Regions from separate parts of the Mus musculus genome. Here regions 2 and 3 are each linked to region 1. A link is a contact called in public promoter capture Hi-C data. All regions are on one chromosome and are shown on one strand. The core of a region is the stretch at or near the end of the contact, and the rest is flanking DNA. Distances in the headings are between cores, read along the strand shown.

The links. Promoter capture Hi-C pulls out the DNA fragments that hold promoters and counts their contacts.
Region 2: a promoter capture Hi-C map of pre-B cells shows a contact between it and region 1, with 5 times the contacts expected there. The contact joins the promoter of Rc3h1 here to the enhancer-like site in region 1. A contact is called at or near these places in 2 of 39 promoter capture datasets (cranial neural crest and pre-B cells) and 1 of 115 datasets of contacts at active chromatin or transcription factors (embryonic midbrain).
Region 3: a promoter capture Hi-C map of pre-B cells shows a contact between it and region 1, with 6 times the contacts expected there. The contact joins the promoter of Rabgap1l here to the enhancer-like site in region 1. A contact is called at or near these places in 3 of 39 promoter capture datasets (the 3T3-L1 cell line, the HPC-7 cell line and pre-B cells) and 2 of 115 datasets of contacts at active chromatin or transcription factors (embryonic forebrain and pro-B cells).

The regions. Positions count from the first base shown.
Region 1 is chr1:161,732,812-161,736,217 of GRCm38.p6, reverse strand. No RefSeq gene overlaps it. Among named protein-coding and RNA genes, the nearest start is that of Gm31869, 33 kb to the left of the region's middle. Within about 2 kb of position 1,462, at least 158 of the 459 cell types and tissues checked have an H3K27ac peak or open chromatin away from gene starts, as enhancers often do. A contact at or near this core is called in the HPC-7 cell line, pre-B cells and pro-B cells, where this site is marked.
Region 2 is chr1:160,904,689-160,907,933 of GRCm38.p6, reverse strand. It overlaps Rc3h1 (RING CCCH (C3H) domains 1), which reads right to left and starts at 1,523. Exons shown (of 20, transcript NM_001024952.2): 1 at 1,235-1,523.
Region 3 is chr1:160,791,432-160,794,941 of GRCm38.p6, reverse strand. It overlaps Rabgap1l (RAB GTPase activating protein 1-like), which reads left to right and starts at 2,004. Exons shown (of 21, transcript NM_013862.5): 1 at 2,004-2,206. It overlaps Gm37083 (a long non-coding RNA gene), which reads right to left and starts at 3,047. Exons shown (of 3, transcript XR_003948752.1): 1 at 2,629-3,047.

The DNA of each region.
Region 1 (3,406 bases), core at 213-2,712:
ATGTGACTTCTGCTGCTCCGACCTCAGTGAGTTTGCTGTAGTTCTTCTAGAGGTCCAGACCTTTTCTTTTCTGATTTCCTCTGCGGTCTCTCTAGAGGTGCATGGGGAAGAGTTGGGCTCTCCTCTATCACCCGTCCTCCATCTGTAGTAACTACCTGGGCTAAGCAGACACAGGAGAGAGAAAAGAGGTGAGGGTTATCCTATAATCTTGCCACCAGGCTTCCTCTGGGGGTTCAGGGTGCTTATAGAGTGGTCTGGGATCTTCCATTTTGTCTTCCCCGTGTGCCAGCCTGAGGATGGCAGAAATTCAGGCTGCGGAAACTCTAGTTCTCAACCTGTGGGTCACGACCCCTTGGGGGGGGGTCACGGATACCCTACATATCAGGCATTTACATTACAATTCACAACAGTAGCAAAATTACATTTATGAAATAGCGACGAAATACACTCATGGCTGGGAGGTGGTCACCATAGTGTGAAGAACTGTGTAAAAGGGTCTCAGCATTAGGAAGATTGAGAACCACTGCTTGGTTGTAAGCCATCACCAGGTGGCAGCAGAAAACCGTGAAATCACAAGATTCGGATTTTGCCCCCTGAGTCGTGGACCGGAAGGGTTGAGGGAAGAGGGGTGGATAGTCAAGAGGAATCCGTTATCCTTCTTGTTAATGTCAATGATTCCTGCTACCTCACCAATGAAAGTGTCAGCCTGGGTTTGTTCTCCACACAACCATAGAATAAAATTATTAAAGCATCCTATTGGAATCCTGAAAGAACCCGATCCAGAGCAAAGTCCCACTCTTAATCTCGGCATACCAGCTAGCACAAACTAACTGAGTAACAGACATTTAGACCTGGGATGGATATTTGGGGAAGAAAATGACAAGAAAGAGGGAAGAGTCAATAAAACCAAAGCTGTGCTGCTTCCCGAAGGAGCCTTGGGCCATTGTCTCCTGTTTTCAGTAACAGAAGCCGGAGGCCCAGTCTACACTGGCTGCGGAAATCTGTTCTTGGCTCCCAGTCTCTTAGCAAAGCCCGTGAGTCCTCTGGAGGGCGAAGTGTGGAGAAGTCTGGATGAGGTTTTTTTTCGGCCCACTGACTCTTTTCCTTCCTGAGCAGCTGAAGAATTCTGATGTGGTTTTGTGGTTTTACAGTAAGCGTCCCGGCTCTTGTGGACACAGTGTGCTTTCAGTTTCTGAAAGTGAGTCAGATCGACTTTCCTCTTAGGAGTAAGAGTGACCCTTGCTCAAAAGGGCACTATGACTAGAAAGACGAAGCAGCTGAGGCCACCGGTGCCGGAGTGCTTGCGTTAGAGCAGTCGCTGGTTTCTGGGTCTTATGGGTAATTTTTTTTTTTTTTTTAAGGTGAACTGTTGAGATCTTTTTGCCCATCGTGAGTGACACTGTTGATGCGGTCTAGAAAAGGACTCAGAGTTTCATTTGATCAGCTAGTCATGACAAGGGCGTTTCCAAGTGGGTTAGTTGTTGTCATTATGCTTTTAAGTCTCTTGCCTATTAGAAAGCTCATGATACTGAGCCATTTGACCAGAACGGGTGACATCTTCGAGGCCCATTGAGTGTGAAGAGCCAGCCAGTAAACAGAAGGTTTCTTGGGGTCTAGCTTTCTTTCATGGTTCCCCTTCCAGTGATTTTTTTTTTTCATGAAAATACGTAGGTGGCACCTCCTCTGGCAGCTGCTATGCTTTCCTCAAGCATGTAAATGACACGTTGTGACGTATGTCGTCACCTTCATAGCCTCGATGAGCACTGTCAGTTCACTGTGGCATTTCTTCTTGTTGAGATTCTTCTCATTCTACGTTTCGGCCAGCGACTCCCACGGGTGACACAGGGATGCTGGGCACTCAAGAGGAAACCTATTTGCATGTCTGTTCTAGAATTTCAATTTAACATCGCTCCTTGGAGTCTGAGTCATGGCAGGACCACCTCGGGCAGACTGTGGTTCTTTCTTTAAGAGTTAAACCCACCTGATGCTGAGAAGGAGCAAGAGATCATACTCTCCATCAATCCAGCCCTGACGAATCTTTGCTGCCTATGCCTTGCAGAGTCTATGTTGGAAGGCAAGAGAGAAAGAGACAAAGAGCAGCCAGGTTGGGGGGTGGGGGAGAGGAGACAGTAATTAACCACTCAGCTATTCAAGACTTCTGCATTTTGTAAGGGTATAAAACTTGCTCCTACCTCACAAAGGAGAATTTCCCACTACTTTCAGGTACTTGGCCTGTCACTGGCAGTCCTTAGGAACTACACAGTAGCATATGCTGGAGCACACTAGGTTTAGCAGAGGGACATACGAAACCGCTGTGCCGTGCGAGATCCGGCAGGTGGTAGCTCCGTAAACCTCTTTCTATAAGGTGTCAAACTCACATTGTATAAGCACCCGGTGCGTGTTGTTTTAGGTGGGAGTCTTGGTGGGAGTCTTGATTACCAGGTGTGGCATGAAGTCTAGATTACAGGTATGGACTTGCTGGGGAGAGTCTAGAGTCACTGTGAGAAGTGACCAAATGGCTAGAAAATTCTAGAAAAATCTACTCACTGAAACTATGTCAAGCTGACGAGGAGCTGTTGGTAATGGGATGAAGCTCAAAAACCTTTCCTCAGAACAGTGCCTCATAGAGAGCAAAGTGCAGGGTTACAAAGGAGCCAGTTATATTGAAATACGGTTTTCAAAATATTCATGATTACACACACACACACACACACACACCCCATTAGCAATAACTGGTGGGTTGAATGTTGTGACTTCCGTGATGATGAGCATAAGTGGATCTTGATGAATATTATTTGCATTGCATTACTTGCAAGGATTACAAAAATATGGATGAGGGCTGGAGAGATAGCTCAGAGGTTAAGAAAACCTGAATTTGAGTCCTAGAAGACCACGTATAAATAAAGTCTTGGTTGTCGTAGCTCATGCTTGTAACTCCAGCTCTGGGGAGGTAGAGATAGGCAGACATCCGTGACTTGCTAGCTAGCCAGCTTAGCTTACATGGCAAGCTCCAAGCCAGGTTGAGTCTCAAAAATATGACCATACCCTGAGATCTGAGGTTGTCTTCTGGCTTTCAATGCATGTATGTGTGCACATGCATGCACACAAGAATGAATACGCTGTTTCTAACTCAGAAAAGTAAGCCCCAAGCTTACTGTATCACAACTCTGTTTATTCATACACATGTTTTTTTTCAGTGTTCAGGTACAGAAAACCAATGCTAAAGAGACCTGTGGAGTTCAAACTACTGAACATTTGACCATGTTATCTGTCTAGGCACATCAAGAGCCATAGCCCTCTTAAGCAGAAAAGGAAAGTCCCAAAAGCTGAAACGACTTGGTTGAAGTCACATATTTCAGGTGGACAAAAAACTAGGGCTCTGGACTTCTGAAGTTTTCTTCAAGTG
Region 2 (3,245 bases), core at 274-2,773, 830 kb after region 1:
CACTTAAAACAGAACCACAACTGGTTTTTGTTTTTTGAAAACTATCAGTAAAAGTTTCTATTGTCTGGCATTTTGTTGGCTGAATTAGTTTTTTGATACAAGTCTTGTCAAATCAGGATACTCTGCCTCAGCCTCCTGAGTGCTAGGATTCACAGGCAAGCATAACGGCAGGCTAAAAGTATTGGAAATCTTAGAAAGTAGGCTTTAAATATGAAATTTCAAACAGAGAAAAAAGAATCTTCTCCAAATTTTGGGACAAACTGGAAAAAAAATGATTAGAATATGAGACAGACACATGAACTCCTAAGGGAGACAGATGAACCACTTCTCTGTCCTAAGTGCTTCCAGCAGATACCAAAGAGGTTAATGATATCGCCTCTGCTGTACACAATTCAAAATGGCTAGTTAGAAAAGTTCCGCTCAAACCTTAACAATCTGTCTCCGTGCTGCCAATAAGTGGCTTTGTTTCCAGTTTCACGGACTATTCTGGGATGTCAAGAGTTACATTATTGCTGCTTCAAAAAGAGCCCTTGTTTCGGCTAGCTCCCTCGGACCTGGGATGTGAGTACCGTGGTGTTTACAGAGACCTGATGTTTAGAACCTTGTTAGGAAAGGTCCACCCCTTACTACTCCATCCTTTACCAACAACCACATTTTGTGTGTTTTTGTTGTTGTACACTTATAGTCTTTTTGAAAAAGGCACCTGCACATGGTTTCGTCTTGGCCAATAGGGTTTATCTCCAGGAACTCCTGGGAAACCGACACCCTAAAACCCACTTGGCCAAGGGAGGAAGGGGGCTGGGGAGGGAGCAGCCACGCCTGGCAGCTAGGCAGGAGCGGCGGCTGTTTACAGGCGCCTACTCCCTCCCCCACCGCACAGACAGGGGTCCAAACAACATTTCCTGCGAGCAAACTCACCGCCCGCCCGCTGTCCTCCGAGGGACCTCGGAACCAGTCAGCCTCGGACCCCCCCAACCCCCCGCTCCCGCCCCAGCCTCCCCAGCCTTCCCGGCGTCCAGGGCGGCGTCCGCACCGCCCCTCGGCCTACCTACCCCGGCAGGCCCTCCGGGAGGCACGCGGAGGCCTGAGGCCTAAAGGACGCCGGCCACTGACAAGCCCTGGGGCCGGTCCCGAGCGCAGGGCGGGTGAGGACAGCCCCATCCCCGCAGTCGCTGCCTATTGTTCTCGGCCGCGGCCGCCCCGCTCCCCACACTGCCGACCGCCACTTGCTCACCGCTCTGGTCCGAGCAGCAGCTCCTCTCAGCTCCGAGTCCCTGCGGCCGTCGCCACCGTCGCGGCAGCCGCCGCCGCCGCCGCTGCCACCATCGACTCTGACTCTGTCCCAGGCCGCCGGACCACGGCCGTAGCCGCCACCGCCAGCGCCGCCTCCAGCCCCCCACCTGCTGCTGCTGAGGCTGCTCCTGCAGCAGGGGCCATCTTGTTGGTCGGCCTCCCCTTCCTCCTCCGCGTCCTCCGCCGCCCGTCGCTCGTTGTCCTCGTCCCCTTCCTCTTCCTCAGACTCCGGCCCGCCCCGAGACTGGGGCGGAGATGAAGGCGAGGCTCCTCCTCATGGGGCGTGGCCAACGGGGCGGGGCGTGGCTAACGAGGTGGGGCGTGGTCGTCTGAGGGCGGGGCCGGGAGGAAAGCTCTGAGTCACCGGCCCCAACGCCCTGTCGGGAGCGGGCGACGCGCCCCGCCCGTGTCTCGAGCGCTGTCGCGCCCCGAGTGGAGAAACTTGTCCCACCTCCTCCCGGGCCACCCGCCTGGCCTGTGGCCACAGTGCCTTTGGTGCTGGCAGGCAAGAGGCCAGGCGGTTCCCGTAAGCTCACTCCTATGGAGTCTCGCGCTGCCTCTGAGCTTGTCACTTTCTGAGGTCTGGACTCTTCCTCGACTCTAGCATCTTTTTTCTTATATGCTACCTCTCCCCAGCCTCACTCGCGCTTGTGTGTGTGTGTGTGTGTGTGTGTGTGTGTGTGTGTGTGTGTGTGTGTGTGTCTGTGTGTGTGTGTCTGTGTGTGTGTCTGTGTGTGTGTGTCTGTGTCTGTGTGTGTGTGTATGATGGCGTTTCTCTTAAGCTCTGGACTCTTCCTCTTGTATCTGTTTTGCATCCCACCCCTTTCCAGTACCCTGTGTTGTGGGGTGTGTGTGCACACATCTTCGACATAATTCGGTTTAGCCAAATTCTGGAGAACCGAAAGAAACGGAATTCTAATACTATATAGTATTAAATTTATATTCTAATTTTCACATTAAAACTGTCCTCAAGTCAACACCATAAAATGCTCCCCGCTCTCCTTCTGCTTCCTGCTTTGTCTGTGAAAGCAGAGAATTTGTTGTTCTGTCCTTTCTTTTTTTTTTTTTTTTTTTTTTTTTGTTCTGTTTTTGAGACAGGGTCTCTCTATTATATACCCTTGGCTATCCTAGAAATTCTTCTGTAGACCAGGCTGGCTTTGAACTCACAAGAGTTCCATCTGTCTCTGTCTTCCAAGTGAAGGAATTAAAGGCATGGGCCCCATGCCCAGACTGTCCTTTCTTCACTGTAAACTCACCAACATCGATTTAAAACAAACAAACAAATTACTTCCACATCTCACAAGAAACAATTACTGGGTGGCTGTTGGGCTTGTTTGGGCTTTGTTTTGGTTTCTTTTTTTTCCCCGTGGGTGTTTGATTGTTTGTTTGTTGTTGTTTTGGTTTGGCTGGGTTTGTTTTATTCCCGGAACAGAAAATCCTGGAGCCTGGACTGACCTGGAAGTTCTGAACCTCTGCTCCCTGAGAGCTCAGATTATAGGTATGGCCACCTAGCCATACCTGGCCAGGCTTTGGTTCTTGAGACAGGCTCTTGCTTTGAGACCAGGGTGGCCTGGAGCACGTTCACGGGCTCGTCTCTCACCTCATTTTTAATTTTTTTATTTTCTTGGTTTCTCTGTGTAGCTCTGGCTGTCCTGGAATTCACTCTGTAGGCCAGGCTGGTCTTGAACTCAGATTTATCTGCCTGCCTCAGCCTTCCAAGTGCTGGGATTAAAGGCCTGTGTCACCACTGCCTGCCCTGCAAATCCTTCTGCCTCTTAACTTTAGGCTTATAGGTGTAAGACAGCATATCCAGCTCACACAGCTGAAATATCACACATTTTCCTGAACTTGGAAGAGGTTTTTTTGTAGTGATTATAACTTCATGGTGGTGAGATTTCAGCTTATTTTTAGACTTATTCATGCCTTTATTGATTGTGTTTGCTGCTTTGGAG
Region 3 (3,510 bases), core at 755-3,254, 940 kb after region 1:
TAGGGCAAGCTGATTTAAATAAAGCACAGAATTTAAACTAATTTTTTAAGTGCAGTGATGAGTTCTCAGACATTACATAAATAACCCAGTCTGGGAAGGGTTCTGGGTAGTAGACAAATCCCTATGAGGACCTTCTAAAATTTTATCAAGTACAGAATCTATTCATGTCATTAAAACAATATCTGTGGGAGAGTCATATGATTCTTCCTTCCATAATATGTATTGAAAAATTCAGACTTGACTGCAAATAATAAAAATCTAAATTCATTTTAAAAATCCTAAGTAACTAAGAAAACATCTTGACTCAGGGAAATGACTAAATCTAGAGGATGACTTCTGGCTTATTTTGAACTCTTTCATAATGTGTCAGCTTCGCCTTCGGGTCAGCTTCCTTCACTGTAGAGGTGGTGGCTTCGTTAACTAAACCCACCCATCTCAGCAGCTAGTGTGAGGAAAAACTCCTTTTCATTCTCCTCCACACACAAGATGTGCCTGGCTGTGTTCAGTGTTTAATATTGTCAGTTTGACAGGATATAGGATTATCTGGGAGACAAGCGTCCAGGCGTGCCTGTGAGGGGTGATCTAGATTAGGTTAACTGAAGTGAGAAGTCCGGCTTTCACGTGAAGTCACACCCTTCTTAGGCCTGGCCTCCTGGTAAACAGGAGAAAGTGAGCTAAGTCCTAGCCTTCATTGTCCCCTTTGTCAAATAACTTCGCTTTGTTTAGAAGATACCTGAAGGCAAATGCTATGTATGGCCTTTTCGTGTGCTGATTTTCTCATAGAGCCTGGCTCAGTATCTACTTCTCGTATATTTACAATGAGACTCTGCAAACGTGGAAGTCAACAGATGATTTGTGTTAATTAGATCCTAACTTTATTAGGTATCAAACTTAAAGCATTGAGTCAGGTTCTGGTTAGGAGGTCTACTCAGGGTACAGAGCTTAACAAAAATACCTTCTGGGAAGGACCTAACACGGAGGGGAAACCCGAATGAGTTGGAACACTTTTGCTATGACACAGCATCTGTAGGCATTAACATTAAGAAAAAGGAGAAAAGAAACTTGGGTTTGAAGGTCCTTTGACAAATGTTACAGGGTAGCTTTTGGATCTGGGTGGACAATAATGACAGACCAATTGAAGTGTTATAAGAAAAGAGAACTTTCAACTCAAGAAGCTACTCTAGAGGTCCAATCTCTGGACACATTCAATTCAAACAGTAATATTTACTGAACGGATACTTTCTATAAGCCAGGTAGGATTCATCATGAAAGGCACAGAAATGGGTGAACAGGTCCCTCTAGAATCTCTAAAATATTTCACAGATTAAGGGTACACATATTTGTGCCATAAACCTGAGAAAAAAAGTTCTTATGAGATTCAAGGAATGTACAGGTCTTTTCTGGCTGCTTGATCTAGAAAGGAAAAAATTCACAGTTCAAAAATTAGTACAATATTTGTGGCAGAAAGTAAATACTTTAGTTTATCTGTCCTCCAAAATCTACTCTCTGAAAGGCTAAAAGGTGAGACCCGGGATGCCTTTACCGTTGGGTTAGCGCTTTCCTATGTAGTCTGAGTCTGGAAGAATCAATGAAGGGGGATGCCTCCAAGCACCTTCAAAGGACAAAGAGTCCCGGTGGAAAAGTTAGTCCTCCGAGGTGACTTACTGGCCTCACGGAATGGAAATATGTAAAACAGGTTTGTTAAGAAAGAATCTCCCCAAAAGGGACTTAGAACTCAGTCAGTGCTGGGGATGATTGCCAGGCACCAGCACGCGTGCTGGAGGAGGTCCTCGCGTGCCTCCGCTCTCCTAGCTCGCCCTCTGCCCTCTGCTCAGGTTTGTACTCCGCGCTTTCAGGGTTGGGGGGGCCAAGCCGAGTCAAGCGAGCCTGTGGACGCGCGCGCGCGCCGCCGACTTAGGCAGAGAAGGCACCTCCGCCCTCGGGAGCGCGCACGCCGCGCCGAGGGGCCGGGCGCGCGCGCTCCCGCCGACCGCCTCCTCCTCAGTCCGCCCCCTCCCTCGCCTCTTCCTGCCGTGCGGTCCTCTCCCCTCCCCAGCCCGCTCCCTCCGCCCCGTTCCCTCCGCCCTCCCTGGGCTTCGGCCGCGGCGGAGTGAACGGGACGGGCCCGGCCGCAGAGCTCTGGGCGGCGGGTGGGACTCGGGCGTCTGACAGAGTTGTTGTTCCGGCACGGCCGCGGAGACGTGAGGTGAGGTGAAAGCGGCCTTCGAGGGGGGCTCGAGGGCGGCCTGACGGCTGGGAGCCGCGCTCCGGGGGGTTTTGAGGTGGACCCGGCTGGTTCAGAGAGGGTCGGGGTGCGAGGCCCGGCCCGGGACCGGGATGCTGGAGCGGGGCGGAAGGCATCCGGCGGGCTCAGCACCGTCGGCCGCCTCCGGGACACCCGGGTTCTCCGTGTGGCTGGCTCGTCGCGGTGGGGCGGCCGGGCGGGAGGCGGGGTTGGCGCCCCTCACCTGGGGCCGGGTGGTGGCTTGGGCGGCCGCCGCCTCCAAGTGTGCCCTCCTGACATTGCCGCCGCCCCCGCCGGCGGTGGCCGGGATGTGGCTGCTGCTGGGCTCGCAGTCCCAGCAACCCCGAGTCCGGGGGGGCGTGTGGACAGGTTTATTTTCTTACCCACTTGAAAGCGTCGGTTGGATCCCGTGTCCTTCCCTCGCTCTTCCCTTTCCTCCGCCCCGCGCACTTTGCTCCGTTCCTGCTGGCGATGCTTGTGGTTTTGCTGTCTGGGATAGGCTGTTTTTTGGGCAGATCTCTACCTGCCAGGAATGCCCCGCTTCAAAGTTGACCGCGTGGGCCCCGACAGACACTCATCCACACCCACGCGCATGTTGTCCTCCGTGTCCTGATAACTGAGTCAAAGTTTCTGAGACCGAGCTGGTACTTTGCTCGGATCGCCAACGGTGCAGGGCTGGGCAGTGCGTCAGCATGTGGAAAGGGGCCACTGGCCATTGGGGAGGTGGCCAGGAGCAAGGAAGGCTGAACTGAGAAGTTCATTTGTGGTCTCAAGACAGTTTCGTTCAGGTGCTTATATATTCTTTTTGGACTTCTCAGAGTTGGTTATATCAGAAAAAGACTCGAATTTAGGCGATCGTTTTTTCAGAACCGATGGTATGCAAATTAAATGAACCGCTAACCTTTAATGGTAAGGGCTTGCTTGACCTGCTTAGTGCTGTTTGGAAACAGATGTCAAAGCATGCATTTTTTTTTCCAATGGACAGTTTAGATGATTTTAATGCATCTAAATTTTCTTGTGTATGAGAAGAGGTAGATAGTTGACTGTCACAATTCAGAGAACACAATTTCCTGAAAACCTTAAGACTTTTCTTGTAGTAGTGTTTACATTTGGCAGCCGCTGCACTTCTGTAGAATGTCCAGTAATCGTGATCAGGAGGTACAGACATGAAGTTTGTAGTCAAATTGGAAGTGGATTCTATTCGTGGAAAATACTAGTTTACAAGCTGCCTGGAAAGGGAAATTGGCCTGTGATTCATTGTCTTA